2 separate regions of the Zea mays genome follow, and region 1 is linked to region 2. Evidence: chromatin contacts called from public Hi-C data. All regions are on one chromosome and are shown on one strand. Each heading gives the region's core, a stretch centred on a gene start, on an enhancer-like site or on the middle of the called end of the contact. The rest is flanking DNA. Distances are from core to core; before and after follow the strand shown.

Region 1 (6,250 bases), core at 1,236-3,735, 140 kb before region 2:
GCTGGCGTCGTCCGTCTGCTTGGGGTTGGCGTGTTGCGGGGAAACAACGCTCGTCTTCGTCTCAGACGCGAGGTCAACGCCCGACGTGTCCCCCGTTGGGGCGCCGACACCGTCGACTCGCTCGACAGCCGATGAGGTGCCGCCTCCTGCTTGGTCATGCTTGCCCCGCCTCCTTCTCCGTCGGCGGGGAAGGTGACGGGACAAACCCGGATGTTGCTCTTCCGCCACGTGGGGAAGACGTCGTCGATTCTGCCGCCGGCGGGCGGGCTGACGGCCGCAATTGTCGTTGTCGCGCAGCGGAGGAAGGAGTATCATGTCGTAGCTGCCGTCGAGGGACATGAACTCAAGACTCCCGAAACGGAGCACCGTCCCGGGTTGGAGTGGTTGCTGGAGACTACCCATCTAGAGCTTGACGGGAAGTTGTTCGTCAACACGCAGCATGCCCCTACCTGGCGCGCCAACTGTCGGCGTTTCGACCCCGGGGTCCCTGGACCGACGAGTAAATTGTCGCTGCGTGTCCCAGCCCAAATGGGTCGGCGCGAGACGGAACACAAAAGGGGGGAAAACAGTAAGGGGAAACCGTGGCCTTCGTGTTGTCCTGCGCCCAGGACGGATGCGCTTGCAGTAGGGGGTTACAAGCGTTCGCGTGGGAGAGAGAGAGAGCCTTGTGCGTCGGCCCGTTCTCCCGCGCGGCCAACCCCCTCGTACGAGAGCCCTGGACCTTCCTTTTATAGGCGTAAGGAGGGCCCAGGTGTACAATGGGGGTGTAGCAATGTGCTAACGTGTCTAGCAAAGGGGAGCCAAAGCCCTATGTACGTGCCGTCGTGGCTGTTGGAGAGGTTTTGGCGCCCTGTTCATGTGATGTCGTGGCCGTCGGAGGAGCGCTTGAGCCCCGTGGAAGTACAGCTGTCGGGGCTGTCGGATCCTTGCTGACGTCTCCTTGCTTCCGTAAGGGGCTGAGAGCCGCCGTCGTCATGGAGCACGCGGGGTGCCATCATTACTTGTTTACCGGGGCGAGCCAAATGGGACGCCGGTCTTGTTCCCCGTAGCCTGAGCTAGCTAGGGGTAGGGTAATGATGCCCCCCCTTGTGACGTGGTCGGTCCGAGCCCGAGGTCGGGCGAGGCGGAGACCGTCGTCCGGGGTCGAGGTTGAGTCCGAGCCCCGGGGGTCGGGCGAGGCGGAGACCGTCGTCCGAGGTCGAGGTTGAGTCCGAGCCCTGGGGTCGGGCGAGGCGGAGACCGCCTTCCGGAGTCGAGGTTGAGTCCGAGCCCTGGGGTCGGGCGAGGCGGAGTCCGTCTTCCGAGGTCGAGGTGGAGTCCGAGCCCTAGGGTCGGGCGAGGCAGAGACCGGCTTCCGGAGTCGAGGCTGAGTCCGAGCTTAGGGGTCAGGCGAGGCAGAGCTTCCTATGGTGCCTGAGGCCGGTCTTGACGGCTGTCAGCCTCACCCTGACGGGTGGCACAACAGTCGGAGCAGCGCAGGCGCCGCTGTTTTCCTGTCAGGTCAGCCAGTGGAGGGGCGAAGTGACTGCGGTCACTTCGGCCTTGTCGTCTGAGGAGCGCGCGTCAGTATAAGGTGTCAGGCGATTCTCGCATTGAATGCTCCTGCGATACGGTCGGTTGGCGTGGCGATCTGGCCAAGTTTGCTTCTCCGCGAAGCCTGCCCGAGCTGGGCCTCGGGCGAATCGAAGGTGCGTCCGTTGCTTGAGGGGATCCTCGGAGGAGACGTGAATCCTCCTGGGTCGGCTGCCTTTGCCCGAGGCTGGGCTCGGGTGAGGCGAAATCGTGTCCCTTGAGTGGACGAAGCCTTGACCTGAATCGCGCCCATCAGGCCTTTGCAGCTTTGTGCTGATGGGGTTTACCAGCTGAGATTATGAGTCTTGGGGGTACCCCTAATTATGGTCCCCGACAACCCAAAACACCGTTTTTGCATTGTTCTACACTGTATACTACATAGTTCACAGAGTAAAGTTTAAATACGAGTATGATGATGTGTAAGTTGTTGAAGATAGTCTTACATACAACGTGATACGGCAGGTACTCTAACTTGTCCTCAAGCGCGGGAACAATTGAAGAAGGTGCGGTGGTAGATGAAAAAAATGATATAATATATAATAGCTGATATAAGGTTGGTATGAGTAAACATGACTGCGGTAAATTATAGTATAGGGTAGAGAATTTTGTTGGTGTGGATTTTTTTTACTTTTAAGCACTAAATTAGAATAGTATGAGTGCACATGGCCTAAAGGATATATGTCCGTTTTTTAAAATTACTAAATTAGAATAGTAAGGGTGGATACAATTAGATCACTGCCACCCACTAGAGCAGCGACATACACCTATTTCTGTAATATTTTTAGGTTTGGGGTATCGATTTAAATTTTTGAATATTTTCAAATATAAAAATAAAAATGTACTTAGTAAACATAGCAGACAAAAAATGCAAGCTGAAGCTATAGAAGGGGTAGTCTTCTCCTTGTTTGATTTGATAAAAAAGGAAAAGTGCTAGACTTGGTTTTTTGGTGTTTGGTTTTGGAGGCAAAATGTTCAAACGAGCAAGAGATGCAGGATGCAGGTCTCCTTTGCGGCTTTTAGCTATCGGCTGGCTTGCTTGACCTCTTCTCGTCTTGTCCAGCTCCACCCTCCACTGCAGCAGCTTGCTTGCCTTTGCTCCACTCCCATACAGAGTCCAGACGCCCGCCCCGTCGCCGCCGGCACTCAGCTACCAAGCCGCCGTCCCGGACCCTCGATTTTCCTCGCCGGAGCGGAGCGCCCACCCCTCTTCGCTCGCCTCGGATCTCGCCCCCGATTTGCTCCGCCCGCTCATCCCCAACCACTATTCTCTCGTCTCGATCCAGCGCAGGCTACTCGAGATTCAGCTGCCGCCGCCCTCTGGATCCGGCCACACAATCCGCTTCCGCTCCCGCTGCCTCCCCGACCCGACCGCCCATCTCGCTCAGGTACATCTACTACCACTTGCCTTGGAATGGCTGGATCTCACATCCTTCTTCCCCGCGTCAGGCGTCACCGACCAAGCTTTAGCTTCTCACTCCGCTCTCCGCTTTTACTCTGCAGGCTCCCTCCTAGTCCCTACCCTAGCTGCTAGCTACCACTACCACTACCATGGCCGCCGGGAGAGGCCACGCGGAGGACATGCTGGGCTTCAAGGAGGACGACGCCATGCGCTTCATCTTCGGCGAAGACATCATGGGAATGGAGGACCACGGCGCCTTCGACAGATCCCTCATGGAGCTTCAGGTTTTCAAGGAGGTCTTCTGCGGGGCCGCCCATAACGTCGCCGCCACCACCCATCTGCCCACCGAGATGGACCTTGGATTCGTCCACACCAGCGCCGCCGCTGCCCACCTCAAGGCCACGGAGACCTCGCCCTCTCCATTTGTCTCCCATGCGCAGCAGCAGCAGCCTGCTGCCGCTGCCACTGCTGATCCACAGCTCACAATGGATCGTAGCCAGCCAAACTATGGACCTCGCCACGACCTTCACCCCCAGGTTCAGGAGCACGCGCACACTCGTGCGCAGCAAAACGGGACCGAGCTGGATGATGCTGCGTTCATGCACAGATTCATGGGTTCCTGGCAGCCTGGGGATAAGCACGCGATCCATCTGCTCGGCCTATCCGATGACCAACACCCATTCGTCGGCGCAGATTTGGATGTGCACGCGCAAGATATTGGAGCTGGGATGTGCAATGCTCCCGGGCTGGGCTGCAGCAGCAGCACTAGCGCGGTTGATGACCCCATGCCTTCCTTCATAGAAGCGCTAGCGGAGATTTCTGAATTCCAGAGTGCCACTCTCCTTCCAGATCCCTTTTTGCATCAGTGGTTCCAGGAGCAGCAGCAATTCCCTACCAATGCATGCTTCTCTTACGATCAAGGCCAGATGGATGACACCACTTATCCCCTATGTGCAAGTACAAAGGATTTCCCTGACAGAGAGCAGCATCTGTGTTACAGTGAAGAAGCTCATAGTACTCCAACAATACCTCATCAGTCCCATATTTGGTTCAGCCCTGGTCAGTTCACCCAGCTCGATGGCACCACCATTTGCCAGGAAGGCACGCCTGATGCGAATATTAGTTGCCCGGATGAAATTGATGTTCATGGATGCGGCAGCAGCGCGGTACACTTTGGCTCGGCAGCTGCTGTTTCCAAGAAGGCCTTGGGCAGGGATATTCCTGACCAGCTGGAAGCACATGCGCATCGCCTTTTCAAGGACGCTGGATGGACTATTAAGCCACGGAAAAGGAATGACAGGGCTAAGATGGCGTCCTACTTCACAGCTCCAAACAAGGAAGCGGTTCATACCTCACTAACCCAGGCTTGGAAGTTTTGTGGCAAAAAGTTATATGAAGCTTCCCCAGATACAGAAAGGGGAAGGTATCCAAAGGAGTGGTCAGATGTTGATTCGTTTTGGAAGGATCTCACAGATGCAATGACCTATGTTGATAGGATGCTTGCAAACCAGCAAAATGCACTCACGCTTCTCCAACGTTGGCAGATTTTGGATCCTTTTGTAGCTGTTGTGTTCATCAGTAGGAAAATCACTGCTCTGCAGCAATATAAAACTCTTAGAGCTGTCGACAGTTCAACCTTTGTTCTTGATGGCAGCTCAGACACATCATCGGTAAGTAAGATCATGCACAAAGCCAGTGAGCTTTTGACAAGCCGAATGATCCGGTTGACTCCACTGATCACAGACTCTGATTGCAGCACACTTGCAACTGAGAGCTACAACGGGCATCAATCTTTACAGAGCTGTCATGATGTAGAAGACAACAACTATAGGGATACGGACCCAAAGCTTTCCTGCAATGAGAGTCTGAATTACAATGCAAGTGACGAGACAAAACATCACATCGATGCAAGTAATGATGGAAGACAAACTTATGCTCAACCAAAAACTCTTAATAGCTCTGTAAAAATGTCAAGCAAGAAACCGAAAAGAATATTTGATATTAGTGCAGATGGACTGGACGAGACCAATGTAGCAACTATGGACATGGCTGACCCAGGAGACACTAATGCCTTTGAGGAACACATTATGTATTCAGGTGTTAGCACACTAAAAGACGATATGAAAGCTGAAACAAAATCAGAAAAGCTAGATAAAGATGATCAAAGCAGCAAGTGTGACATGCTCCTCTCTTCAGTGGTCAAGCAACTTAAGGATTACAGTACATTCTCAGATACCCATTGTACTACAAGGGAGTCACAGTCAGATGCCACAACATTCTGCCATGATGACAAGGTCTGGAAAAAGATAGTCCCATCCCATGGAGAATTTTATGAGGATTCACAGAGTGAGCCAACAGGAAATACTGCACCTGTTGAATTATCCCATGATGTTCTGGGAACTTATCTAATCTGTGACTCACAAATCTGCGAGAGAGGCACTGCCAAAATGAAAACGAAGGATTGGTTGAAGTACATGAAGAAAAGACCTCGCGAGTTGCGGATCAATGATGAGGACCTTTTGATGACAGCTATAGTGAAAAACAAGGACCTTGGCACCTGTCACAAATTTGCTTCAGGTTCTTCAGCCGCAAAGAAGTTTAAGAAGCTGAAGAGCCACAAGAAAGGTAACAAGCTACTTTCTAAAATTGGGAAAGCTGGCACAAACCTATTGGGTGGAAAGAGAGTAAGTTTGGCCCGTAAAACTGTAATCTGCTGGTTGCTTGCGACTGGCTTTCTGAGCGTAAAAGATGTGATACAGTACCGGGATCCAAAAAGTAATAAAATTATAAAGGATGGGATGGTTACCTGGGAAGGTATTGTTTGCAATTGCTGCAAAAAAAACTTATCCGTATCTGATTTCATGGCTCATGCTGGTCGTAGTCACCCACAGTCCTCATTGGGCCTCTTTCTAGAGTCTGGCAAGTCATACACTTTGTGCCTGGTTGAGGCTTGGTCTGCTGAATCTATGAGCAGGAGAAGCAATGCATGGGGTAGAAAAGTTGAGGCAATAGATGAAAGTGATGACACCTGTGGTTTCTGTGGAGATGGTGGTGAATTACTTTGCTGTGACAATTGCCCATCGACATATCATCAAGCTTGCTTGTCTGCTAAGGTATCTATTATCCACTTTTCCATGGTGCCATTATATGTACATTGGTCAAAGATACATTTCATTCTGAGGTTGCTGTCATTAACTTTGCAATGCTTTGTTCCAAATTGTGTGTTGATAATTCGACATGATATTAAATGAATCAATACTTATTCTATATGTGAAATTG
Region 2 (5,573 bases), core at 190-2,689:
AAGAGTGCTAAGTGACTTTTCTAGGAAGCATAGATGGCATGGTTGGAGTTATACCTATTAAGTGAGAAGTTTTTCGTAGGAGGGACCTCAATGGGCATGTAGGTACAATAAGGCCATCTCCAGCAGGCCATATAAACGGTCGTGCAAAGCACTGTTTTGCACAATAGATTGCACTGTTTACAGAGTGAAGTTTGAGATAGGAAGTCTGCTGGAGATAGTCTAAGTGCAGGTTTTGAGGCGGTTTATGAAGCTTTTGGGTATGGTAGTAGGATCAGAATTCAGGAGGGAGAGGAAATCTTGGACTTATACAAGCTGGAGTTGCCACCACGCGCCTAGATTCATTGACATTTTCAACAGTGCAAAACAGTATTTTGCACAGTCCATCGGCACATATCTGCAGACCCTAAGGGTATGTACAACCCCATTTAATATGGAGTCTCTTAAGGGGTTTGATGAAAAAATACAAAAGACGACTGCATTTATGGTCTAGGTGCTCAAGGTTGTATCACAGAGTCTCTTAAGTGTCTCTTTTACTTAGACAGAACCATCGTCTCAGGGTTGTACATGCCCTAAGCCCTATTTGAACCTCAGACGCCACAACATGACTGTTTAAATTACCAGCGAATGAAGCTGAAATGCTACACGGGTAGGTATAGCCTTATGTCGGCACTGAAATTTTAGCTTGATTGCCAGAGCATCTTTTCCGCCTTTGTGTGCACACAAATAGCACGCATGACGTACGTTATTATTTTCCACGCTAAAACACCAGGATATCAATATCGATTTGGATTAGAAGTTAGCACGTGCGATATAAGCGCTAAAACTCCAATGGCGACCTAGGGGTTTATGGAGTCAAACAAGAAGCTTCGAAGTCTCTAGTATCATCGAAAAAAATCCTAGGTTTTGCTGACGGCGTGGCTATCGGAAGAAGCTAGCGAGCGATTGAGATGAAGCTGGCACTAGGAGGAAAGGACGGATCACCTCTCCGCGGGCCAGGATGAAGAGTAGGTAATTGTTGAAGTCGGGGAACTGGCTGTACTGCTGGAGCTGCTGCCAGATGCGGGCCTGGTCAGAGTTGGGTGAGATATGCGCCTCCAGGTGGGCGCAGATCTCGCGGAGCCCCTGCTCCTGCGGCTGCCACAACGCCGACGCCGCCATCGACGATTCCCGGGGGCGGAGCAAGGGCGGGCGATGGGGATGAGATAAAGATAAGATGAGCAGCGGCGGCGGCTGGGGGAGGAGAGGAGGTGGAGGAGGAAGGAATCGGCGGAGCTCAGGAAGTCCGAATCCAAACTAGTGAAAAGCGCAAGACTAATGATGTGCTTCTATGGCTATTGATATGATTTTTGCTTCTTCGCTCGGCAATTAGTTCAACTTCCTCACTCGGTCGACTTGTACGTAGCGGATTTTTCTTCTTTTGCAAAATACAAACTATACACATTACAGAAATTAAAGGGTATAGTATAAATATTTATTACAAAATTATATAAACCAGGTTACAACCAGGAATATGAGTCCGAAATAATATATATCTAAAGTCTTAAAACGCGCTCGCGTTTCGGCCTCTCTCCGCATTCCCGCGCCACAGTCCTCTCGCTTGCCGACACGTACACGCACCAGTGCACCACGCGGACGCTTCTCTATCACAGATGTGCAGTGTCACGCTCGCAGCCTGGTCGCGCTGCACGCTCGCCCGGTCGTCCCCACATGACAGTTGTCCGGCCTCTGGTCTCACCTCCGCACGGCATCTGGCCTCTGGAAACAGCTCCCCACGCACGCATCTGGCCTTCGCATCCGTCGCCGTCTCTCAGATCTCCGACGCAGCTCGCCTCCACATCCGTCCCCGTGTGTGGGCGTGGTCATGGCGACACGCGCCGACATCTCCGGGAGAGGCGCTGGCATCCGGTGGCCGGGGCCCACGCCTGTGCCTGCTCCAACGCGGTTGCAGCTCCTCCGCCTGCGTCTTCGTCGTCGTCGGTGCCTCACAGTCGCTGCCAGGTCCGTCCTCGCCGTTCCTCCGTCACAGTCGTCGTCCTTTCGTTGGGAGTCGTCGAATCGTTTAGTGTTCAGCGCTCGCCAGCCACAGATCCATTTACCGTCGTTCCTGTTTCCTGTTCGCAGTTCGACTTCCCCCAAATCCGTTTGCCACCGTACGTGCCTGTCCGTGTGCTTTGCCCTCGTCTCGTGTGTGTGTGTGTATATATATATATATATATATATATATATATATATATATATATTTCAACTCAGCGCACCGATTGGACCAGGCTGTCGATTGCACCACCCGCGCCCACGTCTGTGCACGCAAAAAAGGAATGCATGTATGAGTCAAACACGTCCTCTTGCATGCGCATAAATTTAGGAAAAATATGTGTGGCGGATTCTATTTTTAAATGATTTATTTCCTCCATAAATTTAGGATCGCTGCAACAGCCATACAACTAGACTCGTAAGGACCATTTTATGATATATACTGCTACTAAATATGCTACCATGTGTAGATAATTATGCAATTCAGTATACTGCGTAAAAATCTGTTACCAGCTGCATGCACATGAATTTACGATGAAAATAATGTGCAATGAAAGGAAATGAATTGCACGCATAGAAACAAAAAATCGTATTTAATGTTTTCTTTCCTTCATAAATATAGGATCCCTCCAACATCCATGCAGCTAAACACATTAGATCTAGTTTATGATATATATTGATATAAATTATACTATATGGTGTAGCTATTTATGCAATTCGTTACACTGCGTAAAAAATCTGGCATGTTGTTCACTGGTGGACGCATCTCCGGGTTGGAGCGTAATAACCTTAAGTTTTGAGCATAAAATCCTTCAATTATAAGCGTAAATACTGAGACAATGTGAGAGGTTGATAGTTCTAGTAGGTTGTTATTACGATCCTATTTTTATGGCAGATCCGAAAAACATGGCAGTCGCATGCATGTGGTTATACAGATCCAAAAATTATGGCAAAATGTATGCATGAGTCAAACACGTTCCCTTGCATGCGCGTAAATTTAGGAAAGATATGTGTGGCGGTTTCTATTTTAAATGTTTTATTTCCTCCATAAATTTAGGATCGCTGCAACAGCCATGCAGCTATACTCGTAATGACCATTTTATGATATATACTGATACAAAATATGCCACACTGTGTAGATAATTATGCAATTCGGTATTGTTGGGGACTTGTTCTCAAATGCTACAAGTTAAGAAGAAGGCAACACAGAAAATGTTAAATATTAAAGCCCTTCGTCCTTTGAAGCATTATTTCCCTTGAGAGATAATGATTTTCGGACGAAGGTCATGAAGGACATACATTCATCATTACGGCATATGATAGTGAAAATGTTAAACGCATGAAGTACGAAAGATATCATGAACATTTATATATCATTATTAACTCATTTCTATTTTATTAACATAGAATAGAAATGACATTAAATTACAAGTGTACCTTCGGCTTGAAAGAGATCAAAAGTACAAGTGTGACGCAAAAGCAAATGCCAAGTCAGCGTGAACAGTACGGGAGTATTGTTCACCTATTTATAGACACGGGTCGCAGCCTATGTAAAATTACATCCAGACCCTTTGCATTTGATAATAACTCTATAGTAATTTATCGGGGTCTAGATAGTCTTTTCCTCTTTAGGTCGGTTTCCTCTTTTCTGCCAACATGCCGAAGCTTCCTCGCACACAGCTTCGGCTCTGTTTCATCCTTCGTTCTCCTTGAGTTTCTTCATACAGTGATTTTGACATATCCGAAGGGTCCATGTCCGAAGGTACCTGTTCATGTATTACACTCCAGAAACATTGTCAAATCACGTTTTTGAGGACCTTCGGAAGCCGAAGGCCCCCAACAGTAGCCGCTCGCAATATTAATTTGTTAGGATAATAAATTCAGATTACGAAATGGACGAAGGCCCTAAGCCGAAGGTCCGAAAAAACACCTTCCTCTTGCTAGAATAGCAACAATCAATGGCAAGCGGAACCCTCCCACTTGCAATGCCCTGGGTGTATAAATATGTTACTACCGCGAGCTCATTTGGCACGCCTTCTTGTCATTTGCTTTGCCTGCTCAAACAGCTCTTTGCCCACAAACACTTGACCAGCTTTCTAGATTTTTAGCTTCGGCCCTAAGAGCACATTTTCAGCATTTTCGAAGGGATGTCTCAGGAAAAGAAAGTTGTTGCCGAAATGAAACTGAGCCTTTCTGAGGAGAAGAATCTGGGCTTTATTGAATCGATAGCAAAGACAAATACAGAGAAGATTACTAGGGAGATTTTAGAAGGTTTATCTGAAGACACTGGTGATAGTGACAGTTATGATGTGGAAAGTGGTGGAGAAGACTCCGAAGATCGACCCTGGCGACCAAGTCATGCAGCTTTTGGAAAATCAGCTATTAAACAGAGTCATCTCGATAATATGAGGGGAAGATATTTTCGGGACATGTCTATTGTAAGGGCTGATGACAGAGAGAGGACTGTGCCTACTCCCGAAGAGAATGAAGTTGTGATCTTCCGAAGCTTTTTTAAAGCTGGGCTTCGGTTTCCATTAAGCAAATTTGTGGTTGAGGTTTTAAAGATTTATCAAATCTACCTTCATCAAATTACGCCCGAAGCAATCATAAGAATGGGAATCTTCGTCTGGGCCGTGAGGAGCCAGGGCTTGGAGCCAAATACAAAAAGCTTTTGCAATATACATGAGCTAGTATATGAGACAAAACCCTGGGATAAAGAGCAATATCATAACAATTTTGGCTGTTATAGCTTCGGTGCTCGCTCTGGGTCAAGCTGTCCCGTGCCGACTTTTCGGAAGAGATGGCCCGGGGACTGGATGAAGGAATGGTTCTATGTGAAAAACGATTTGAAGGCACGAGAAGATATTAAAGATGTCATCATGCGCCCTATCTGGCAGCGCTTCGGACTCCGGAAACTGAAGGTGAATGTTGACGAAGTAGTCGAAGAATGCTAGAGGGCTTTCGGCGTAGTCTACTCTTTCATCGGAATGAGGGATTTAGTCCAAGAGCACATAGCCTTCAGAGTTTGACCACTTGTAGAAAAGTGGGAAATGCCAAAGGAAACTATCACCAAGCCTGACGAAGGTGGGCTGGTTAGGATGAAGTTCACCTTCAGATACGAGGGTAAATTTGTCGAGCCAGATGATGATTGGCTGAAATGTATTGAAGCTACAAGCGATGAATTGCTTGGGCCATACTCAAAGGCAGAAGATACTGCGTTATCCGCGGCTTTCGGAGGCCGAAAGAAGAAAAGATTCAACCGAGTTTTTGATGCTATTGGGTTTATGTACCCTAACTACCGCTACCCTCTACGGGGGCGAAAGAGAAAAGAAGCAACTTCCGGGAAAGACGATGCTTCGTCTGCTCCAAGCGAGCCTGTGCCGAAGAGGAAAAGGGTAAAAGTCCTTACTCACCGACCGCGCTTTATTGAACCGGCCATAGTGCCCGAGTTTGTCGGTGAGGCTTCTTCGGCTACCGAAGCCAAAAAACCTATACCTGCGCAGAAAACTGAAGAGCTGACTGCAACACCGAAGGCTGAAAGA

What was found. A called contact is a pair of places that touch in the nucleus more often than the background predicts.
Region 1: a Hi-C map of leaf shows a contact between it and region 2, with 5 times the contacts expected there. The contact joins the promoter of LOC103642225 here to the promoter of LOC100273670 in region 2. A contact is called at or near these places in 4 of 25 Hi-C or Micro-C datasets (ear, endosperm and leaf).

The regions. Positions count from the first base shown.
Region 1 is chr10:151,768,704-151,774,953 of Zm-B73-REFERENCE-NAM-5.0, reverse strand. LOC103642225 (Increased DNA methylation 1) reads left to right here and starts at 2,485. Exons shown (of 11, transcript XM_035963591.1): 1 at 2,485-2,957; 2 at 3,073-6,084. The coding sequence starts at 3,121.
Region 2 is chr10:151,629,074-151,634,646 of Zm-B73-REFERENCE-NAM-5.0, reverse strand. It overlaps LOC100273670 (transportin-1), which reads right to left and starts at 1,439. Exons shown (of 31, transcript XR_002265647.3): 1 at 982-1,439.